Linked DNA regions of Mus musculus: region 1 is linked to region 2. A link is a contact called in public HiChIP or PLAC-seq data. All regions are on one chromosome and are shown on one strand. The core of a region is the stretch at or near the end of the contact, and the rest is flanking DNA. Distances in the headings are between cores, read along the strand shown.

Region 1 (4,631 bases), core at 1,050-3,549, 230 kb before region 2:
CAGTTGTTTACAATATTTTTTTTCTGAGATTGGGATCTTACTCCCTGGCCCAATTTTTATATATATATGTATATATATATGTGTGTGTGTGTGTGTGTGTGTGTGTGTATGTATATATATGTATATATGTATGTATGTATATTGACTTTAAAATAATTTTTCAAAAAGCTATAATTTCACATCATTTATGTGAAAGACTCACATTAAGTAAATAAATTTAAAAAGTAGATTAACGCTTCATGGAGAACAGTAGGGGTGAGGCAAAAAATTAGGAGAAGAGAAGGGTTGAGAAGAGGGTGTTCACAATAATATATGGGGATGATCACATAGGAAATACAACCAACTGCACTGGTCATCGCTGGTGGAGAGTCCCTTTCTTACAGTCACAAGGCATTGGATTAAAACTTCAGCAGAGCTTACTTAACAAGGTAAAACCAAAATACCACTGGGTTAAAATGGGTGAACTTTACAGTATGTTAACTCCACAAAGCTGTTTTTAAAAAGAGTAGGGGAAAAAAGTTAATAGTTAATTAAGAATAGGTTCTGCAAATTGTCCTTTCATGGTTTATATAAGATCTAATTGTAATAAAAATTCTTATTCAGAAATATAATTTAGCTTTTCCAGAACACAAATACATGCAAATTTAATCCTCTGTTCCTAGTAAACTCTAGATAACTTTGCCAGTTATAATTTTGAAAACAATGAAAAACATTTTAGAAAGCCAAATGCTGTAGCAGCAATACCACAAGAACAAATTATATGAGTGTCAACAACAACACACGGATAGTGTGTACAGTTTTACTGTGAACAGACTGGTACTTATAGTAACAGTTCTAAGGTTGCCAGAACACAGTTTAAAACTAGCCAAAAGACAATACAAAAGTTAGCATCTAACATCCTAAACTACAACTATCAAGTACAAAGTGACCAATTTTACCTAATGATAATTAGTGTAGAGCACCAATACCCACTTCTAGGAAACCCAACTCACTGTACTACATACAGTCAGACATATCCTATCATTACATCTGTTCCAGCCAAACTGCTAGGGAGTCAAATAGTTTTCCAATTAGAGCTCCCATTTATAAAACTCAATGCCCATCAAGACCTGCAGCATAAGTTATCACCTTCTTCTCCATATACCACAAACAGCGTATCATAATATCCCCTGCCCGCTGAACATGTATTAAGACTGACCTGAGTTTGAGAACCCGAAATTAAATCAATTAGAAAACAGAAGTAGCCCAATTTAATTCTTCGAAAGTAAAAGACGTCTCTATAAGGACCAAAAACCAAACTTGGTTAAAAAGGTATTTTAAGAAACACTTTGTAACTCTAATAGGCCAAAATTCTTTAAAAAAAAAAAAAAAAAAGTCACCCTAAGCCATACACGGACAGGCCAAGTAGCTAATTATAATGGTCAGGCAAAAGTTCCCAGACAACCCACAGGGAACAGGGAAGGCCTGTCTTTGTATCCCTGCAGACAGCAGTTAGCAAAACTGAAAGAAATAAAATAATTTAAACTACAATGCAAAACTGCACAATGCCGAGTTCTTCTTTGGTTTAGTATTCTCGGGCGGGGGGGTGGGGGGGCGGTGTTTTTATTCTAGAAGGCTCCAAGAGGGGTTCAGGCCTGGCTGAAAGGAGACAGGGAAAGTTTGGGCTCCGCGTCTACAAGGACTGATGGAAGTTGCTGGTCCCGGATTCCGGAGAGGGGCGAGGGGACTGGGGCGGCACCTGCGGACGCCGGCCGGGGCTGGGGCACAGCTGCCGGCCCGGATCCTGGGAGTGCCGAGAAGGAAGTGGTGGTGGCGGGGAGGATGAAGCTTCGGCTCGGTCACCGGCTCCGAAACTCTGTCAGCTCCAAGCCCCGAGGAGACGGAGGGGGTGGGGTCCCGCCGCCCCGCCGGTCACCGGGTCGGGGGAGGGTGGCCGCGAAGCGCGGGCCCGGCACCTACCTGCGGTCCCGGGCGGCAGCCCCAGACGAGGCCTAGTGCACCGCCGCCTCCATCCCTCCACGTCGCGCCGAGACTGCTGCTCCGCGGCCGCCGCCGCCCTGCGCGCCGGGTCCGAGCCCGGTTCCCGCCTCCGCCCCGCGCCTGCTGGCCGGCGGGCCCGGGAGCACAGGGCCGCCCTCTCGAGCCCAGCGCCGCTCGGGGGCAGAGCGGCCGCGGCGGGCCCCTCACGTCTCGCCCGGGTGTCCTGTCAGCCAGCAGTCTCCCCCGGGTCCGCAGCGCCGCCTCCGCCGCTGCTGCCGCCGCCTCTCCCACATCCCCGGCCTCCAGGGGAGCCGCCGCCGCGCCGCGACCACCGCCCCCGGCGCCTCAGCTCCCCACGCCGCCGCCCGCCTCACGCCACCGGCCCGGCGCGGCTGGGTCCGCGGAGAGCGTGCAGCAGGCCGCCGCCGCCGCCAGGCCGCCGCAGCCCCCAGCCCACAATCCACCGCGGCGTCGCCGGGGCGGGAGGGCCGCGGCCAGACCGGGAGTCGCCGCGCAGCTCCGACAGGGCCTGGCGCGGCCGCCGCAGAGCTAGCGACCCCAGAGCGGGGACGACCCCGCGTGGCTGCCCCGTGCCTCCCCCTGTCGTCCTCGTAAAGGCAGGAGTCGTCTCGGATCTGCGCTCCAGCTCGCACGGTTCCCCCCCCCCGCCCAGGTTGTCCAAAGAAGCCGAGCGTTGCCTTCCGCCTTCCCTGGCGAGCGGGCGGGAGCGGACCCCTCGCCCCCCAGACCAACTGACTCCCGGCCGCTTACACCCACTAAAGCCCTAGCTTCCGCCTGCCCTGACTCCCTCAGCCCCTCATAGTAAACAAACATGGCTCCGTCTCCAAAATTAATGCCTTTCAAAGGTGAAAGGTCAACTCCAGATACCCCACTGGCCTCCAGCACTTAAGGCCTTTTGAGGCTACCCTGTCCCCCCAGTTCCTGGCTTCCAATCACCTGTCACATTTCTCAGGCGCATAAGTCAGTTGTCCCTGCCCTTTAAAAATCTGAAAAACTTGGGTGTGTGTGCTTATTATTAAAATCTATTTGTGATTCCTAACAGCATTTCCAATTAGGCTGAGTTCAGAGAGAATTGTGATCTTACTAGTAAAATTACCATCTGCAAGATAGGGTGTCTTAGACTACAATATGTTTATAAGTCTCCAATCACCTTTGGTTGATTCAGGAGTCTTGAGACTCAGAGCCACCAAGGTCTGGAAAAATAAGAAAAAAAGTCTTAATTACTTGAGGGTCTTTCTTAACTTTATGAAGATTTTATTCCATTTTGGAACTGTTTAGCCTACAAATAAGTTTCATGCATTTCAAAAGTCTGTTTTACAAAGCAAAAGTGAAAATGTAACTCAGTAGTTAACTGGAAAAAGAAACTGATGCAAGTCTTGGTCTTAGTAAGTCATTGAAAATTGCTAACAGCTTTTGTTAATTTACTCACCAAAAAGGTATGGTTGGTCAGGCAGTGGTGGCGCATGCCTTTAATCCTAGCACTTGGGAGGCAGAGGCAGGCAGATTTCTGAGTTTTGAGGCCAGCCTGGCCAGCCTGGTCTACAGAGTTCCAGGGCAGCCAGGGCTACACAGAGAAGCCCTGTCTAAAAAAAAAAAAAAAAAAAAAAAACAAGAAAAAAAAAAAAAGGTATGGTTGAAGGACAGAAAGGACACAGAGAAAGGAAAACACAAAAGATTAGCCAAAAGAAAAGTCCTGCGCTATATTTTTCTGAATTCAACTCTTTACAATGGAGCCAGGCACAATGGAGCAGTCCTGTAATCCCAGCATTTTGGAGTAGAGACTTGAGGATCAGGAGTTCAAAGCCACCCTCAGAGTCCACATGGGACACTCAAGGCCTGCCTGGGTAATGTGAGACTATCTCAAAAAGAAAAGAGGAAAAAAAAAAAAAAAACTCTACAATAAAGAGGGTAAGAATACATCCAACAAATAATAAATACATGTTCTAGTTTGCTTCTCCATTGCTGTGGTAAAACACCAAGACCAAAAACAACTTGAAGAGAAAAGGGTTTATTTCTTCTCTCAACTCCGAGGTCATAGTGTCACTGAGGGAAGTCAGAGCAAAGAGTCAACCGGAAACAGAGACCTGAGAACACTATTGCTGCCTGGCTTCTATCCCAGAGCTTGCTCTGCTTGCTTTTTTATCCCACTCAGGACCATTTGCACCACCATAGTTAGCCCAGCTCTCGCACATCAGTCATTAAGGGAGGAAATGTCTCACAGACTTGCCTTTAGGCCACAAGGTGAAGGCAATCCCTCAGTCAGGCGTCCTTCTTCCCAGATGACTCTTGCTTATGTCAAGTTAGAAAAAACTAACAAGTTTTCTAATTATAAAAAAGATTTTTAATCCTTTTGGAGGGGGTTGTTGAGGCAGTGTATAGCCTGTCTGTCCTGAATCTTACTCTGTAGCCCAGGCTAGCTTCAAACCTGGAGATTCACCTGCCTCTGCCTCCCAAGTGCAACCACCACCTGGCTTTAAAGTCCTCTTAAATCTTTGATTTCTTGTAAAAACAAGAAAAGTTTACACAGAAACATCATTGAGGTAATCTTAATGTGCACTGTGTAAAACTTGTCTTTGTATCATTCAAATGGTGATTTCTGTAGAGACAGAGAGTTGAATACTGGCTGAATT
Region 2 (4,622 bases), core at 182-2,681:
ATATTCATAAGAGTGTGGGGCCCGGCCTGCCAGTGAGTTTCTGGCAGTTGGGAGCCTGGGAAAGGATGGGCCAAAGCATTCGCAGTTCTTGTTTTGTGAGCTCTGCTGACTTCAGACATCCTCCCTGCTGCCTCTCACGGCCCAAGCGCTTGGGTCCTTCCTGACTTAGGGCCTAGGTGCTGCAGTTGAAGAGGCTTCAAATCCCCACTCCACCCACCAGACAGTGCAAGGCAAATTCTACCCAGAAAATTCAGACATCTCTTCTCTCTGAGTTTGTTCAGTTAACAGAAGGAGATGTGCCTGTGCGCATAATTGGAGGTCTCTCTCCTTCAGTGGCACCTCCAGCTTTACAAATCTCCTTGCTCTTGTGATCACAACTGCTCTGCACATTTCTTTATTTTAGATCTCGAAACTATATTGTCTTTATTCCCACCCCCAACCTACCCCACCCCATTCTTTATTTAGTATAGCACAGTAATTAAAAGTCAGACATTTGAATTCAGAATCCTGCTTGCCCACTTTAGAAGCTCCGTGAATGTGGCGCCATTACCCTCTGCTTCTTCATCTGTTGTTACCACCTACCATATGGATTTGGTCTGAAAAGGAAATGAGTCTCAACAGAAATGCTTAACTCTGCCCCACAAGCAGCAAAGCATTTAGTCCGGCGATTGAACCGAGGGCCTAGGCACATACTAGACAAGAGCTCTACTACCAAGCTACACCCTCATCTTCCTTCTTATTAATTTATATTTTGAATGGACAAACCTGGCCCCAAACAGGGGAATGTCACAGTGGAAACCATCTGGGGCAAATACTACTGAAGTTGGAGTCGTATCAGAAGTCGAAGGGCCAATAAATGGTATCCAGCAAATAAGGAGAAAGGCTGGACCCAGAGAGAAAGCAGAGGGAGTCCAGCCGTGGCGCTGGGATGCTGTCACGGTGAGGAAGCATGGGCCCTGGGCAATTTGAGAACGCTATGCTTACTTGAGCCCTAAGCTGTGCTGCAGACCACACTCTCTGCCCTTCTTGCTCCCACCCTCACTATCCGGTGATTTGACACCTTTTTTTTTTTTTCCCCCGTTTTTTCTTTTTTTGGTTTTTCGAGACCAGATTTCTCTGTATAACCCTGGCTGTCCTGGAACTCACTCTGTAGACCAGGCTGGCCTTGAACTCAGAAAGCCACCTGCCTCTGCCTCCCAAGTGCTGGGATTAAAGGCAAGCGCCATATGCTCATCATGCTGTCACACACTTGCCTGGCCTAGCCCCTCTAGGTGGTCAGTTGGCTGTACCTTTGCCTTGTCTGTTTCTCCTGATACTGTCTACCCTCCATCTCTCCACTACACGTTTTGACCCCTGGGTTCCCACTGGTCGCCAGATCTCTCTCTTTACATCTTCCTAAAGCATGCTTGTTGTAGAGGAAGGAGTAAACCCTGGGCTCACCAGCTCATTTCCTCTTCCCTAACAGCTGAGAAGGCATGTCCTAGTTTCGTTTGCTGTTAGCTTGGGACAATGACCCAATGTTTTTTTTTTTTTTTTTTTTTTTAACTAAATTTACTTTTTTAAAAATTCTATCCACAGGAAACACTAGAGAAACTTTGAGCCAAAAAATAAATGCTGACTGCCTATAAACAGTATAAAGGTTTTTGTTTTTGTTGCTAAATGTGTGACATTAGGCCAAGCTACTTAAAGTCAGTATGTGATTCCTTCAGTTCTCATCAGGGTCAAGATTTGGGTCCTCTAAAGCTGAGCTTCAGCTATCTCTTCAAGATAGCCCCTTTCAAAGGAGCATGCACCTCACCCTGCTAGCCTGAGCTACGCACAGTTCTTTCATCTCTGCCTGAATCATGGTGGCACTGATGACAACTTTGAGGTTCATCTGAGGTTGTGGGGCTCTAATTTCTTTTGAATTTCCTTTCAGATCATTTTTTTTAGCACAGGGGATCTGCCTGGTTCTCAGTTGCTGGGTGAGTTCTGAGTAATTCTACAACCCATGGAACACACTAACACAGTAAATGTAGTCCCGTTACAGTTCCTTCATGGGGGGCCTAAGAAATAGTCCTGTGGGAAAGAAAATTTATGGAGTGACTACAGGAGAGTTTCCTGACAATGTGTGACTATAGGCAAGCCTCTTGGGACAATCTTCAACACAGTGACCCAAATTCTCAACAGCAGAACAGTGGAAATCTGATCTGAGGTCTGATGCTTCTGGTTCGCTGGACCTATGGTGAGGTCTGACCTCATGTGCATTCCCTCTTGTCCCTATACCAGGCCATGCACATCTCTGACTCTGAGTTGCAGGAAGGGGTTGATAGGACCCCCAGTCTCTCTTGCAGGAAAACGGAACAGTTGGTATGGTTTTTGCTGTGGTTGTCCATTTTTTTAAATTACTTTTCTTTGTTTTTTTTTGTATGGCTTACCACATCCTAGCTAATGATACAGATGATAGTTTCCTTTCACTCTGGTGTCTCTATGATTGATTGCTTACGTCTCTAGGAATCACTCCCTGCCTTCCTACCTCGTTGCAAATTGCTACTATCCTCAGAGTCTCCTCTGTGCGCTTGTAAAACTGTGTTGAGGTCCCTGTGTGTAGATGAAGCTCCGCACTGCTTGGGATGAGCATTCCAAGAGAGGGCATGCTACAGAGAAGACTGTCTTAGTGTGCATGGTGAGTTTGAGAATGGGACGTCTGGCAGAGATGTCCAGGAAGCATTTGACTAGATAAAAGGAAAAGTCAGGAGAAGGATGGAGGAGCATCCTGATCAGAAAGCAGAGGAGACCCAGCCCTTCAAGTAAAAGCGTTTCCAGTGTTCTCTGCCCCAGGCCATCCAGGGGTTCACCTGCAATCTAAAAACAATGGCAGAACTGGTTTGTTGATCCCACATTTGTAAATGTGAAATTTAATTTAGAAAAAAAAACTAGGAGATGGTGCAATTAGAGCGGTTTCTTTAAGCTGAAAAAATATCTTTGAGGGTGAAATTTCTTGCTTTTATTGTTGAGAAAACTTCCTTGATCATGTTAAAGGAAAACACAGGTTGGAAAACTCATTTAACGCTTACCCTGGCTTTCCTCAACCTGGAGTCTTCTGACTCACAGCAAACTGAAGGTGAGGCTGGTCACTGTGGGGTTTGGTTCTCTTTTTAAATTTAGAATCATTCCACCTTCTTTTCCTTTTTGAATATGGCTGCCCTTTAGAGGTAATTCTTATGTTTTCTGTATGGTTGGTTGTTGCTGATCTTCAAATATCACCTATGCAGCCAGAATCGGTTGGCAGGTAACTGCTCTGTACTTCTGGCTTTCAGATGCTTTCTATACTGGTGCTATCTGGAATCTGCAGTCTCCTGGGTCAGAGGCCCAGTGCTCCAAGAATCTCTCATTTGAAAATGTAACTCCTTGTGCAGTGGGGTCAATGTGAGAGGGGATGACCCCCCCCCAAAAAAAACAGTGCCCACACATACAGATATTATCAACTCTTGCATTCTCAAACAAAATCCAAGTTCTGCTTTACTGTAGATTTTGGTTGGAAGAAAACCCTTCTTAACTGCAAATCATACAGGAATCATAAAGTAACATACTTGTTTCTTTTTTAAAAATCTTTCTGCCCTTGGTCTTGGAACCCATTATAAAAATGCAGTCTATGTGGCTTATGCTAAATGATCAGGCAGATGCATCATACACGGTGAGGAGAAGGGGACAACCTGCTGTGTCAAGGGCATCGCTCCAGGGTGACATTTCCTTGTGAGTGGCTGGACAGCATTTCCTCATACAGGTGAACACATGCTTGAGACCTGCAAGCTGAATGCCCTGCTTGCGTTTACCTTCATGCCACCTCTGACACTCTACTTTTCTCAGAGGAATAGCTATAACCGACATCTTGTTTGTCGTTTTATTTCCAAATGCCAATTAATGACCAGCTAAAATCACATCTTCCATTTCTACAAATGCTACAAAATGATCATTTTCATTTTATAGCTGAGTTTGGAAAATGAGTTTGGGAGCAGTTATATTGCTGAAGGTCTAGACAGTGAGTTAAGGTTGGATCTGAAGCCGGAACAGTCCCCCACACCCCACCCCTGAGCTCATGCCCTCTCCACGAAAACTTGTCTCCTCCCAGAGCTTTCCTTGCGCCATTTACAATTCTTCCTCCTCAGCATTCTACTTGAGTTGGAACCTTCTACTTCCTGAGCCAACCCCCAGAGACGGAGAAGTTCATTTTAAGTTTACTCAAATGTAAAGTGAAGGAACTGAAAATTCTCTGGGTCCAGACTTCAAATTCCATTTATCTTGGAGTTCTACTTCTCATCTTCTGGGCTCATCAGTGATGGCCCAGATCAGTGGTGACGCCTGGCTGTTTGTCTGGACTCTTGCCTTGGCTATGACTGTGCTCATCGGACACCATGACGTTATTTAACAAGGGTATGCGTCTCTGGCTCTCCAAACATGAAGGACGTGTGTGAAGGATGGCATCTCTCTGGAGGGCATGCATGGGCTTAGCTAATTAGAAGCTGAATTTCACCCGGGAATGTTGTGTAACTTTCTCTGGGAAGAGACTGCATCTATTTACCCCAGACAGGGCACTGACAGAACAAACAAATGATTACACTCAAGCCTAGCTTAATGAACCC

What was found. HiChIP or PLAC-seq counts read pairs in DNA pulled down with a chosen protein or histone mark.
Region 1: a contact with region 2 is called in an H3K4me3 HiChIP or PLAC-seq map of bone marrow-derived macrophages, with 2.7 times the contacts expected there. The contact joins the promoter of Vps54 here to the enhancer-like site in region 2. A contact is called at or near these places in 1 of 484 Hi-C or Micro-C datasets (nephron progenitors), 4 of 115 datasets of contacts at active chromatin or transcription factors (CD8 T cells, bone marrow-derived macrophages and embryonic stem cells) and 3 of 9 other capture datasets (adipose tissue, embryonic stem cells and liver).

The regions. Positions count from the first base shown.
Region 1 is chr11:21,236,700-21,241,330 of GRCm38.p6, reverse strand. Vps54 (VPS54 GARP complex subunit) reads right to left here and starts at 2,299. Exons shown (of 23, transcript NM_139061.5): 1 at 1,960-2,299.
Region 2 is chr11:21,006,525-21,011,146 of GRCm38.p6, reverse strand. No RefSeq gene overlaps it. Among named protein-coding and RNA genes, the nearest start is that of Peli1, 82 kb to the left of the region's middle. Within about 2 kb of position 1,431, at least 9 of the 459 cell types and tissues checked have an H3K27ac peak or open chromatin away from gene starts, as enhancers often do. A contact at or near this core is called in bone marrow-derived macrophages, where this site is marked.